Linked DNA regions of Lactuca sativa: all the other regions are linked to region 3. A link is a contact called in public Hi-C data. All regions are on one chromosome and are shown on one strand. Each heading gives the region's core, a stretch centred on a gene start, on an enhancer-like site or on the middle of the called end of the contact. The rest is flanking DNA. Distances are from core to core; before and after follow the strand shown.

Region 1 (4,049 bases), core at 587-3,086, 190 kb after region 3:
ATTTTCAGAAGATTACATTCTATTAAAGTACTACATTATAAAATATTTTATATTTATATATTGATATTAAATTTTTATTTTTAATAAACTAGTGTATAACACCATACGCCGTATGAATATCGAGCAATAGTTCACCCCAACATGGTCATGGCCAGATCACCCCACCCGGCCCACCCATCAGACTAGTAGGCTTTGGCCCAGATACTTATTACTATCTTTTGCTTTCCAAACTCCCAAGTCCAATTGGTAGCCCACCACAAACAAAACCCAGTTCGAAATCCTTGTTGGATGATGGTGGTGTTGGTGTATGATTGTAATTTGTATGTATGCGACAAGTGAAGCTTTAAATTTCCAATGTTTCTTTTAAAACAACTTGTTACTAAGTCATTGAACGTTAATCTCCACATTCCATTTACATACTGTTTACACGTTTATTAAAATGTGTTATATGCTATTCAAAAAACCATAAATTTACTTGATCCTAGACTTACAGATATACTAGTATACTTCGTAAATAAATTAGTAAAATGAGTAGATAACAAAATAAAGTCATAGTAACAAATTATTATCTTCATTTTTGTTCAGATAAAATGGAAATAAGCTAGATATCAAATTTAAAAGACTAAAAAGGCCATTATCAAAAGATAATGTAGTATTTATTTCTATCTTAAAAAAGATCTAAATATCGATGAACCCAAAGCAATAAAGACGAGAGAGTGACCCGAAGGGATTTAATATCAAGATAACAACCTCCAAAGCGAAAACATGGGCGAGGGTGACTGGTGAGGCTGCATTAAATATGACATGAAGGACCTCATTATAATGTAACATTATTTAGAAGGTAATACTTTTGTTCAGTACTTCACTTTAATAATACAGGATACGAATTTAAATGACAGCATTCAAACTTAATGCTTTCTATTTATTTTATAAAAATACTAAGATTTAGTTCGAGGTCAAGTGCTCAATATATAACCAAGGCCTGAGGAGGTGTTTGAGATTGCTTGATAAAAACTTTTTTTAGTAAAAATGTTTAGTAGTTTATCTAATGTTAAAATGTGCTCTTTTTTAAAATATGTTGTTTAGTAATTTATTTCGAATGATTTGAAGAAAACAAATTAAATTACGTTCTTATGCTCAATAACATTTATAAAAATATGTAAAACAATGTGTTATTTGTTTTTTTGAAGTGAAAACTGTTGATGTACACGGACCAAATCTGTAACCCTCTACAGTACAAGAAGGTGGACCAGACGGCTGCAACCTATAATAAGAAGTCTGTTTATTTTTTAACTTTTGCAGATTGCTGCAATAAACTTAAATTAACTATACAATAATTAAAAATAAATCTAAATAAAAAATTTATTTAGTTTAATTATATACAAATCAACTATAAAAGATCATTGCGATGATATGATTTTTAAAGAGGTTTATATAAAATAATTAAACATAATATTTGCTAAATAACAATAAATAAAATTGTTAATTTAGCTACAAACATATTCATTTTTGTTAAAATTTTAAAGATGATTATTTTCCGGTTAACTTCAACAATTTCGGTAATTTTAATGATTAACTTTATAATTTATTAATATTTCTTTATAGATATAACATTAAAAAAAATTATATGAAATGTTCCAAATGGTTTTGAAATTATTTGAACACTACAAAGATAACATTAAAAAAAAATTAGAAAATAACATTTAAAAAAGAAAAGAATAATAGTTTGTTTAATAGTCTAAGACATCATGCATGAAACTTGTCGAAACCACAAAGATAAGTCGCATCGATTTTTTAGAATATGGACTTACTTTTCATAAATTACAATCATGATAAACCAAAAAATTGTGAATATCCTATGACACTATGACCTATTTTTTTTCGACATTTTTGGGATTTAGCCTTTTTAAAATTGATATCATAGTTTCAGAGCGAACTCCTGATTCAGTGTCAATTTACCATTCATCCATCTTCTACAATGATTAGCAAGTGATCTGCCAAACTCAAAAACCCAAGTCCCAACGCCACTTCACTCCACTTGATTCTCTTCACGCTTTTGGGGGAAATTCGCCAGAAAGGAAAAAAAAAACGAATTTAAACCATAAATTCCCCATCAATCAGTAACTGTAACAAAACATTCCCTCTTCAGTCTCCACAAATACCATTATCCGAAAAGGGAGAAAGAATCTTTAAGTCTCCTGCAGTTCTGCCACCTAAACTTCTCTTCGAATCCAAGTTTTCTTCTAAGCGGCGCTGCTTTAAACTTTTCAGTTAATGTTTTCATTGATTTCGTTTCTTGGGTTGTTGTCAAAAGATTCTTTGGTTTGAACCCTTTACCCTTTAGCCTTTGTCCTAGTGTTCTTGATTTTGCTTTGTAAAAAGATTCTTCTCTCTTTATTCCATGGGTGTTTCTGTAATTTCGTCTAGACTCCTACTTTGATGAGTTCTTAGTGTTCTACAGAGAAAGAGACTAAGAAAGCTAGCGAACATGAAGCAATTGATTCTATTTCAACTGTTGTGTGTTACTTTAGGGTTCTTTCTACCCTCTTATGACGCCGTTCAACCAATTGAAGGTTTGCAGTTTTAATTTTGATTTTTATCGTTAACAAAAAACACTCAATTTGTTTAACCCAGTTCTTGATTCTTGCAGTTCGTGCTTTAAATTCGTTCAAAGAATCTATCTTTGAAGACCCGTTTTTGGCTTTATCAAGCTGGAATAGCCTTGATTCAGATCCTTGTAACTGGTTCGGTGTTACATGTTCTGGAAATCAAATTACAAAACTGTAAGACATTTTTTTTTCGAACACTTCTTGTTGTAATTGAAGCTAATTGGGGTTCTAAATTTTCAATTTACAGTAACATTTCTGGTTCTTCGATAAAGGGATTCATCGCTGAAGAACTCTTTCAGCTCTCCGCTTTACAAGAACTGTATGCTTTCTCTCAACACCTTATTTCACATTCGAATAACCCAAGACTCATCGAGAAGTTGTAATTCATGTAGGATTTTACACGAAAACAAACTCATTGGTCCGATACCCACGTCAATTGGATCATTGAAGTTCCTCAGAGTCTTGGATTTGGGGAAAAACCAGCTTTCTGGTCCAATTCCTTCTGAAATTAGAAATTTAGTCAGCATCGTTCAAATGTAAGTCATAATTTTAGGGTTTGGCTGTTTCAGTTTTCAAATAATAAACATGTTGTGTTTACTTTTGAAAACTAATTCATTTCAGAAACCTACAATCGAATGGACTCACTGGGAAATTGCCATTGGAGCTTCAAAATCTTCAAAACCTTCAAGAGCTTCGATTGGATAGAAATAAACTTCATGGGATAATTCCAGGTTTTTGTAATTCATCTTCATTAAAAGTCGCAGATTTCTCCTACAATTTCTTCATTGGAACCATACCCAAATGCTTAGAACATCTTCCAAGGTAAAATTTTCTTCCTCTTTTCCTAAAAAAAACTCAAGTTACACCTCGTTATCATGAACATGAATTTTTGCAGGATTAACTTTCGGGGAAACTGTATGAATTCCAACAACACCAAACAACGCACCCATAAAAAATGTGGTATGTTCATTGTTCGCATCTTTCTGTAATCAAACTCAAAAAGATTCTTGTAAAATTCAGGTGTCCTATTTTCTAAATACAGGCGGCACTCAACCGGAAACAGCCCAGATTGCCGGAAAATCAAGATTACATCCAACCGAACAAGACAACTACAAGATTCATCATTCAAAACCACCGGTTTGGCTTTTAGTTGTGGAAGTCATGACTGGAGTTTCAATCACCTCTCTCTTTCTAATCGCTCTTCTCACATTCGTTTTAAGATGCAAAAGCAAACCTTCAGTTTTGAATCTATTAAAGAGATCCACAAACAACAAACACGATATGTCAATTCATATCGATTCCAATATGTTAAAAGGTGTTACAAGATATAATCGACAAGAACTTGAGATCGCATGTGAAGATTTCAGCAACATTATCGGGTCATCATCTGATAGTTTGGTTTACAAAGGAATTATAAAAGGGGGCCCAGAAATTGCTGTT
Region 2 (3,826 bases), core at 339-2,838, 160 kb before region 3:
AATAGTTAAACTGAAGTTAATAAGATGTTAGGACCACATCAACTGATCAAATTTTGGTGAGATTAAAGTTGAATTTTAAGTTTCAACAATGAAGCATCATCCTTTTGATTCCTTGGATATTTTCTCTGTAATATGTATTATGTGTGATCAACTGCATTCTGTTGAATTCCAGAGCTTCTATTATACAAGCAGTCAACAAATAATAAATATATGTATGATATAAACCATATATATATATATATATATAGGTTTAGCGAACAAAAAACCATATATAAAACAAACCATACAAGATGTAAAACTTGTTGATAGTTGATGCATGTATAAGTAATTATGTATATTATATGGTGGGAAAAAAATTAGTAGCCAAAGCATTTAAACAACTTGGTAGGAAGAGTGCCTGTAGCACGAAACTTTGCAGCAGCTTCCTCTGCCTTGATTATGTCTTGGCCCCTTTTCTCTTCCACCATTGCCCGTTTTTCTTCTGCTTCTTTATGTACTCCAGCCATCCTATTCTTCATCTCCTCCCTCTTTTTTGCCTTCTCAATTTCTATGTTTTCCTGCTCCATTTACATACATACACATCATACATATACATATGCATGCCTTGTGTTTTTTATTTTTTTTCTTCAAGTGATCAATACGAAACATGTACCTCAATCTGTTTAAGATTAGCTTCTATCATTGCTTTTTTAGTATTTTCCCATGCTCCGATTTCTGACTTTTTTGTGTACGCCCTACACATACACATGTTATCACATATGTCCTTGTAGTATATAAACATACATATATAGACAACAAGTACCTGTTGTCAGCCTTTGTCTTTTCGTTCTCTTCCCATGCTTTAATGAGTGCCATTCTCTTCTCTGCGACAACTACTTCAAGTCCAACATCTGACAAAAGGTATAATTACATATATAAATTACGAATGGAGAAATAATATCTAATGCGTCTCACATGATAAACAATACATACTCGTTAAGATGTGAAATTTCATTCTTGTCCAGGGTTTAAACCAAACCCTGGGGCACCCAAAACATTGTTATTTTTCCGTGATTAACCTCCAGGGGGATAACATGAGCCGTTTTACATGGTGTTATTTACCTTTTATTTAAAAAAAAAATCAAGAAACATAGCCTAAATGAAACGGGTTCAAAGTTGCGCAAAACGCATATTTTTTTCATAAATTATCCGATTACACAAAACTCGTATGAGTTTGTAATACATAACATGTACATGTTAGACCGAATTCGCGCACTGTTAGCGCGAATTCTGTCTAGCAGTTAAAATTGTACAAGAGAGTGTCAAGAAGCTTACTCTTGTCACCACCATGAGGCGGCTTTGTTTTCTTGGGTGGTGGTGTTGCAACCGAACTTGATTTGGGTTCCGGTGATGGTGTTGATGTTGATTCGGTTTCTGAAGCAACATCTTTCATGGTTCTTGGTTTTCCTCCACCATCCTTTGATCCTGTTAATTTTGTGATGAACAATAATAAAAACCTGAAAAAAGCTTCAAAGATTGAAACAAAAATGGGAGAAAGAGAGACAAGTATGTGGTAGGTTTGGTTGGTAAATGTAGAAGTGGGTGGTGGCAAAGATGGTACATAGAGATCACAATCAGTTGGAACGTTACCTACTAAGTTTGTAAACTACAATGTTTCTTTTTCCATATCTAAATTAAACACCTTTAATTATTACGCAACAAATTAATTTATTTGGCATGAACAAGATATTCCAACATTTTTAATTCATAATCAATTCATTAAAAGAAAGCGTGTGTATTTTGGAAGCAAGTTTTTTTTAACATACCATAACAAATAATGTGGTTATTCAACTTTTCCATTTAGATTTACTTATACGTTACAATTAAAAATATTCAAATATGCATATATTATGTTGATTGTTGCCAAGTATGTATGTCATCTTTTTATTTACTTTTGATGTTTTTAAGTAAGCTAAAAAAATTGTTATCTACATTTTTAGAGGTTGTTTGATATGTATTTTACTATGTCTGGTATTCATAGAGACTGATTTGGTTAGACTTAGACTATTTAATATATCATTTAGAAGTCTCTGATTTAGCCCTAACTTTTCGATCAACTGGACCTTTGATTAATCAACATTTTTTTTATTAACGTCCTCCTTTTTTTAATACCTAGTAGGCTAGTAGGTCTGATATATGTTTTTTACTCTTATTATATTTAAAGCTATAGTTTACTCAATCAACAACTATAAAAAACAAAATAACCAATAATATATATTTTAATATTCTGGTTTTTTCTTAGACATATTTAAACTAAAATGATCTTAAAAATTGATGTAGTGTGTCTTGAACTAAAATGAGAGGAAAATTAAAATCATGATTTAATTTCACTTGTTTATAAAAAAGAAAAAAGGTTATAACATTCGTTGATTAATTATGTTACATTTCTTTAATCGATTTCTCAAGAAACAACATCTTAGGGGAAGGTAGGAGGTAGTTGTCAAAAATATTTAATATCCCCCTTACTTTTTTAGATGATGAACAAGAAAAATGGCACAAAGGTGAAAATATTCCGTGCCACTTTTAACTTTCTTTGGTCACTGTTTATGATAATGTCATGATTATATGTTCGACTTCTATTAATAAAGATGTTTAGAAATTAGAAAACGGAACTTTTGAAGTTTTAATTTTATAAAATACAAAAAAAATGCAACAATATCTCACCCTAACAATTTTTTTTATTGATATTCGGTAATAATAGTAAAAAAACTAGAACATCAAATACAACATGTTAGTTTTTTCATCAGTATCAAAATGCATCATGGGGCAAATTCTTCAGTCATTTTCTACATTTGGTCTTATTCGCATACTTTAGGGTAACTTGTTTCTATAATGAACCCTTTATTAGTTAATTCGTGTAACCCCCGGCAAAAGGTGTAATTAGACAGCTATCAATAAAATCTCTTTCTTCTGTTTGCTAGTTGACATACTTAAATTCTCTGATCAACTTAAACACCTCACATATTGTATATTTGTATTCTTATTTTTTTTATTGCATTATTTTCTATGTGCATACGAAATCGTTTATCATTCGTTGAAGTGCTTAATACAATTGTTAAGCCATTATATTCTTCATCTTGCTTAGTAAGTGAGAGCAATATCCACATTGGACAAGCTTCATACAATTGGACAAGCTTCATATCCTTCTTCACTTATTTTTAGGGTATTTGAGAAGTAATCTATGGCGATTTTTATGTCTTCGATTGTGTATATTCTGTGCTGAATGTTGGATTGGGTTGAAGTGATGATGAGTTTTTTTTTCTTTCTCATGCTTCATGTTCAACTTTCAGTTCCGCTTTTATTCTTCTCTGGGATTCAAATTCTGTTAGAAGTTAACATTTTTGTGCTACTTCGATGGCGGTTTTGCTCGTCTGTTTCGCCATCTCCAACATAGCTCTTACAACTTCGGTTGTCATCTGTTAAAGGTTCGATTTGGATTTTTGAAGGACTGTTATTAAAAGTACCCGTCCCATACGCAAAAGTTTTCTGGTTTGATTTCATCAAGAATCAAAATTGATTTCAGGTTTCATTGTTGGATTTGTGTTTGAAAACGATTTACATATTTATCGACCCATCTTCTTACTGGGATTGTTTGAGAATTTTTGGAATTGCTCATATGGTCAAATTTATAGAAATGAAAAATGAAAACCGACGAACAATTGAGATTCACGGAGACTAAAAAAATTACATATTTATGATATTGTTCTGATGATTTTTCTGCAATTATTGTGATTGTTAGTGTATTTTTGTGTAATATATGGAATTACTAGGATCGTTAATGGTGTTG
Region 3 (3,852 bases), core at 1,294-3,793:
TGATTATAATAAAAATACATTTCTTTTATGAAATGCTTTGGTAAACATTGTTTTATCATGTTTTGTTTTTGGGAACAAATTCCGCAACTCTTTCAAATCAAAAGGATTTACTCTGAAGCATAAATGAAAATCGGTCTTTTCTGGCCGAGACTTTGGGGGATGTCACAGTATGTGGCATACCAATGGGTCTAAGCACACACAAATCCAACCACGCCATTCATCTTTGCTATCAAAATTTAAACAACTTATGAAATCAAGTTGATTTGTTACCGGTAATTTGGTTAATTTTTAGTGACAACTAATTAAACATGATTCCTTAAATGTGTAAGAAATCAATTTCTTCACATATTTTGGAAAAACTTTGTAACTTGGTTGCTCAAACAAGCAATTAACCGCTAATAGAATGCATTGTTGGAGTGGATTTTTAAAGTTGATGACCACAATGGAAAGATACATTTTTATTTTGACATTGTCAATAAGTACAATATTTGATTTAACACATATAACAAATACATTGAACTATATACATGATATTAATTAATATTTCTATTAAAAGACATATATAGTGCAAAAACAATGCAACCCATATCTTTGGAAGGGCAGGAGTTGACAAGGGAGAGGGGCAAGGGGGAGACCTGGTGGGGATGATCGACAGCCGAGGATGGGGCTGTGTGCCATGTTTCTTCAAAAGATTTTTAGTTTTGCAAAAATATTTTAAATTTTATATTATTTTTGAAAATATAAATTAAATTGATTGTATAATGGTTATTTTACTCTTTTGGTAAAATTTTGGCTAGATTTTGATATAAATGATACACATTTAAAACTTTTTATACAATTTACGAATTTATTAGTGTATTAGTATATTATACCAAAAAAAAAAAAAATTAATACCATTTGGGTTATTTGACTTCAATGCCCCTTGTTCCACCTAGAGGTGGCAATCGTGTCGTGTCGTGTCGGGTTCGTGTCGTGTCGAAATACTAAACGGGTTGAAAGTGTTTGACCCTAACCCGACCCATTTAATTAACGTGTCGTGTCGTGTCAACCCGTTTATTTTCGTGTCGAGTTCGTGTCGGGTTTCGGGTTAGGGTTATATCTTGAAATATGTCGTGTCATGTGAGTTTAAAAGATTGAGCATCTTGAAAGAGTAGGAGTTTGGTAGGCGGAAATGAAAAACTAATTGTTTTGAGGCAGAATAGATGAATCCATAGCAAGTTTAGATTACAAAATTAAAAGAGTGGGAGTTGGAGAGGCGGATGACAAGGTCATGAGGATGTGAGAGTGGTGAAAGAGACTGGGTAGTTTGGGAGAGAATGGAAAAACTGAAATGAAATCTTGATCTAGACGGCTAAGTCATTTCAGCATTACAAAGCAATCCAATACAAAATTTTTCTTTTACTTATGCTTTTGGTTTTGTATCTTTTCTAGTTTATTTAAATAATTCAAAAAACTTGCATATAAATAAACGGGTCAGTTTCGAGTCATATTCGAGTTGAAATTCTCAACCCTAACCTTACCCATTTAATTTTCGTGTCGTGTCGTGTCAACCTGTTTATTTAAACGGGTTGAAATATCTTACCCAAACCCATTTATTTCGTGTCGGGTTCGTGTCGGGTTTCGTGTCGTGTCAATTTTTGCCACTTCTAGTTCCACCATTTACACTACAGCCCAGGAATGGAAGCCTTTACTGTCTCCTTTAAGTCATGGAACTAAATTTATAATTTTACATTTTCAGATTTTTATAAATAGTATATTATTTATAAAAAGCTTACTAAACTGATAAATGTTTTAGATATTTGGTAAATAGTGAAAACATATATAAATTTTTATGTGTCTAAACAAATACTATGAATTTCCTTGAGAAAATATATACCATTTTCAACAAAAGAAAATTTGTCATTTTAATATTATTACTTTGATATATATAAGCTGAGGCTAGCCCGCCTCACTAACAGTATATTTAACAAGGATGTCCTAGGTTTTATCCTAGGCATTTAGTAACCTTTGGTTCTAAAAGAAATACTATTATTTTGATGTAATATTATCGACAAACAATATAATATACTGGTTTTTATTCTAGACATATAGTAACCTTCGGTTCTAAGAAAAATAATACTATTACTTTGATGTAATTTTATCCGACAAACAATATAATAAAATGATCATCGTACTTTTCTTTGAGAAGATATACCATTTTTAACGGTAGAAACATTGTGATAAATTATTTTCAGCTTCTTTATTTATATATGATTGATTAGTTTTTGTTGATGTTATAAGAGCCTTCAATATGTTATCTTGATGACTAAGGACCAAACGTAACATATTTCATAGTTGAAATAAAATTTGAATACTGTGTTGAATTGTAGGGGGTGATTTGTAAATTCTGTACACTTTTTGGTTCTTTATCAAATCTCAATTATTAATTAAATATATAAAATCCAAGAGAAGCTTCCCTTACACTTTTTCTATTTTGTAGCTAACCCCTCTTTTCTTTATTGTTTTTTTTTAAGCCACAATATATAATAGTAAGCTTCTCTCCAACGAACTGTAGATACACTACTCAAATACATAACATAAATCTTTAAAATGATTGTAGAGAGAGAAACAGAGAGAGAAGAGAGAGAAGTTGAGGGGACTCTACTTTTTAGATCTACTCTACCTGCTTTGTGAGCTTTGAAGCTCATTCTTAAATTCATTCACGAGTTCTACAACGTAGAGATACCTCTCTCACTAAACACCTCCGACATTCACTCACATTTTGTCAATTCACTCAATGCCGTAATGTCTGTTGATCTGATACGTGTTTGTTGAGCATGATCTTCAGGAATTGATCTGGGTTTTTATTATTTGGGAACAACTAACATGGGTAAGTTGTAAGATCTTTGACTGAGAGTTTATTTGCACTTCTTGAAGCTTAATTAGTGCGTTTGAGCTCTGGATTTGCAAATTCGCATTGAGTTTGTCTTGAGGATAATGGATGTTCGTATATGATTTTCCGGCCGCTTGCCGGAGCTCCGATGAAGTTGCAGATTTCCTTGAATTAGCTCAGGAGAACTCTGAATTTTGGAGTTCCACATTGTGGAATTAAGCATTTCACACACAAGCTCGTATACATGTATTTATAGAGAGAGACGGTGAGGGGAGAGAAAATGTTCAAGTCGGCGAGATGGAGGAGCGAGAAGAACAAGATCAAAGCTGTATTCAGATTGCAATTTCATGTAACTCAGGTAATACTCCTTTTATCTTAGACGTTTCCCAATAATCCATTCATGTCAATCTTTACATTGAAATGATTGATTGAATTATTGCACACTTTGTGTTAAGTTGAATTGACTAAGAGAAAACTTTCAAGGTTTGAGCTTTTATAGGCATCCAATGCAATTATACAATATATATAAATCAAAATATCGGAAATTTACCCCATTTTTCATCTCGATCTCTAAAACTAGTAAAATTTAGTAAATCGATCTCTTGATTCTTACTTGGATTATTGATCTTGTATGCAGCTAAAACAGTTAGCAGGCGATACTTTGATCATATCTATCATTCCAGCAGATACAGGAAAACCAACAACAAGATTAGAAAAAGCCAAAGTCAAAGATGGAAATTGTTATTGGGAAAAACCACATTGTGAAACTGTGAAGTTTGTTCAAGATCCAAAAAATGGAAAATTTCATGAGAAAATCTATCACTTTTCTCTTGCAACGGTATACATTCTTTCAAATTCATCCTTGCAAAATCCAAAATTAAGCAACTTAAAAACACGATTAATTTTTTTTTTTATTCTTTTTGTAGGGCTCTTCAAAATCCAGTGGAATTGGTGAAGTTTCAATTGATTTTGCAAGTTTT

What was found. Hi-C and Micro-C count contacts between places; a contact is called where the count stands out from the background.
Region 1: a contact with region 3 is called in a Hi-C map of leaf, with 5 times the contacts expected there. The contact joins the promoter of LOC111900406 here to the promoter of LOC111900405 in region 3. A contact is called at or near these places in 2 of 4 Hi-C or Micro-C datasets (leaf and seed).
Region 2: a Hi-C map of seed shows a contact between it and region 3, with 10 times the contacts expected there. The contact joins the promoter of LOC111900401 here to the promoter of LOC111900405 in region 3. A contact is called at or near these places in 3 of 4 Hi-C or Micro-C datasets (leaf and seed).

The regions. Positions count from the first base shown.
Region 1 is chr6:10,352,740-10,356,788 of Lsat_Salinas_v11, forward strand. It overlaps LOC111900406 (probable LRR receptor-like serine/threonine-protein kinase At1g63430), which reads left to right and starts at 1,837. Exons shown (of 11, transcript XM_023896296.2): 1 at 1,837-2,573; 2 at 2,651-2,783; 3 at 2,857-2,928; 4 at 3,002-3,145; 5 at 3,231-3,431; 6 at 3,505-3,569; 7 at 3,652-4,049. The coding sequence starts at 2,489.
Region 2 is chr6:10,003,954-10,007,779 of Lsat_Salinas_v11, forward strand. It overlaps LOC111900401 (remorin), which reads right to left and starts at 1,589. Exons shown (of 4, transcript XM_023896290.3): 1 at 1,315-1,589; 2 at 803-890; 3 at 653-734; 4 at 322-557. The coding sequence starts at 1,432. The coding sequence ends at 357.
Region 3 is chr6:10,160,764-10,164,615 of Lsat_Salinas_v11, forward strand. LOC111900405 reads left to right here and starts at 2,544. Exons shown (of 8, transcript XM_023896295.3): 1 at 2,544-3,230; 2 at 3,510-3,710; 3 at 3,799-3,852. The coding sequence starts at 3,153.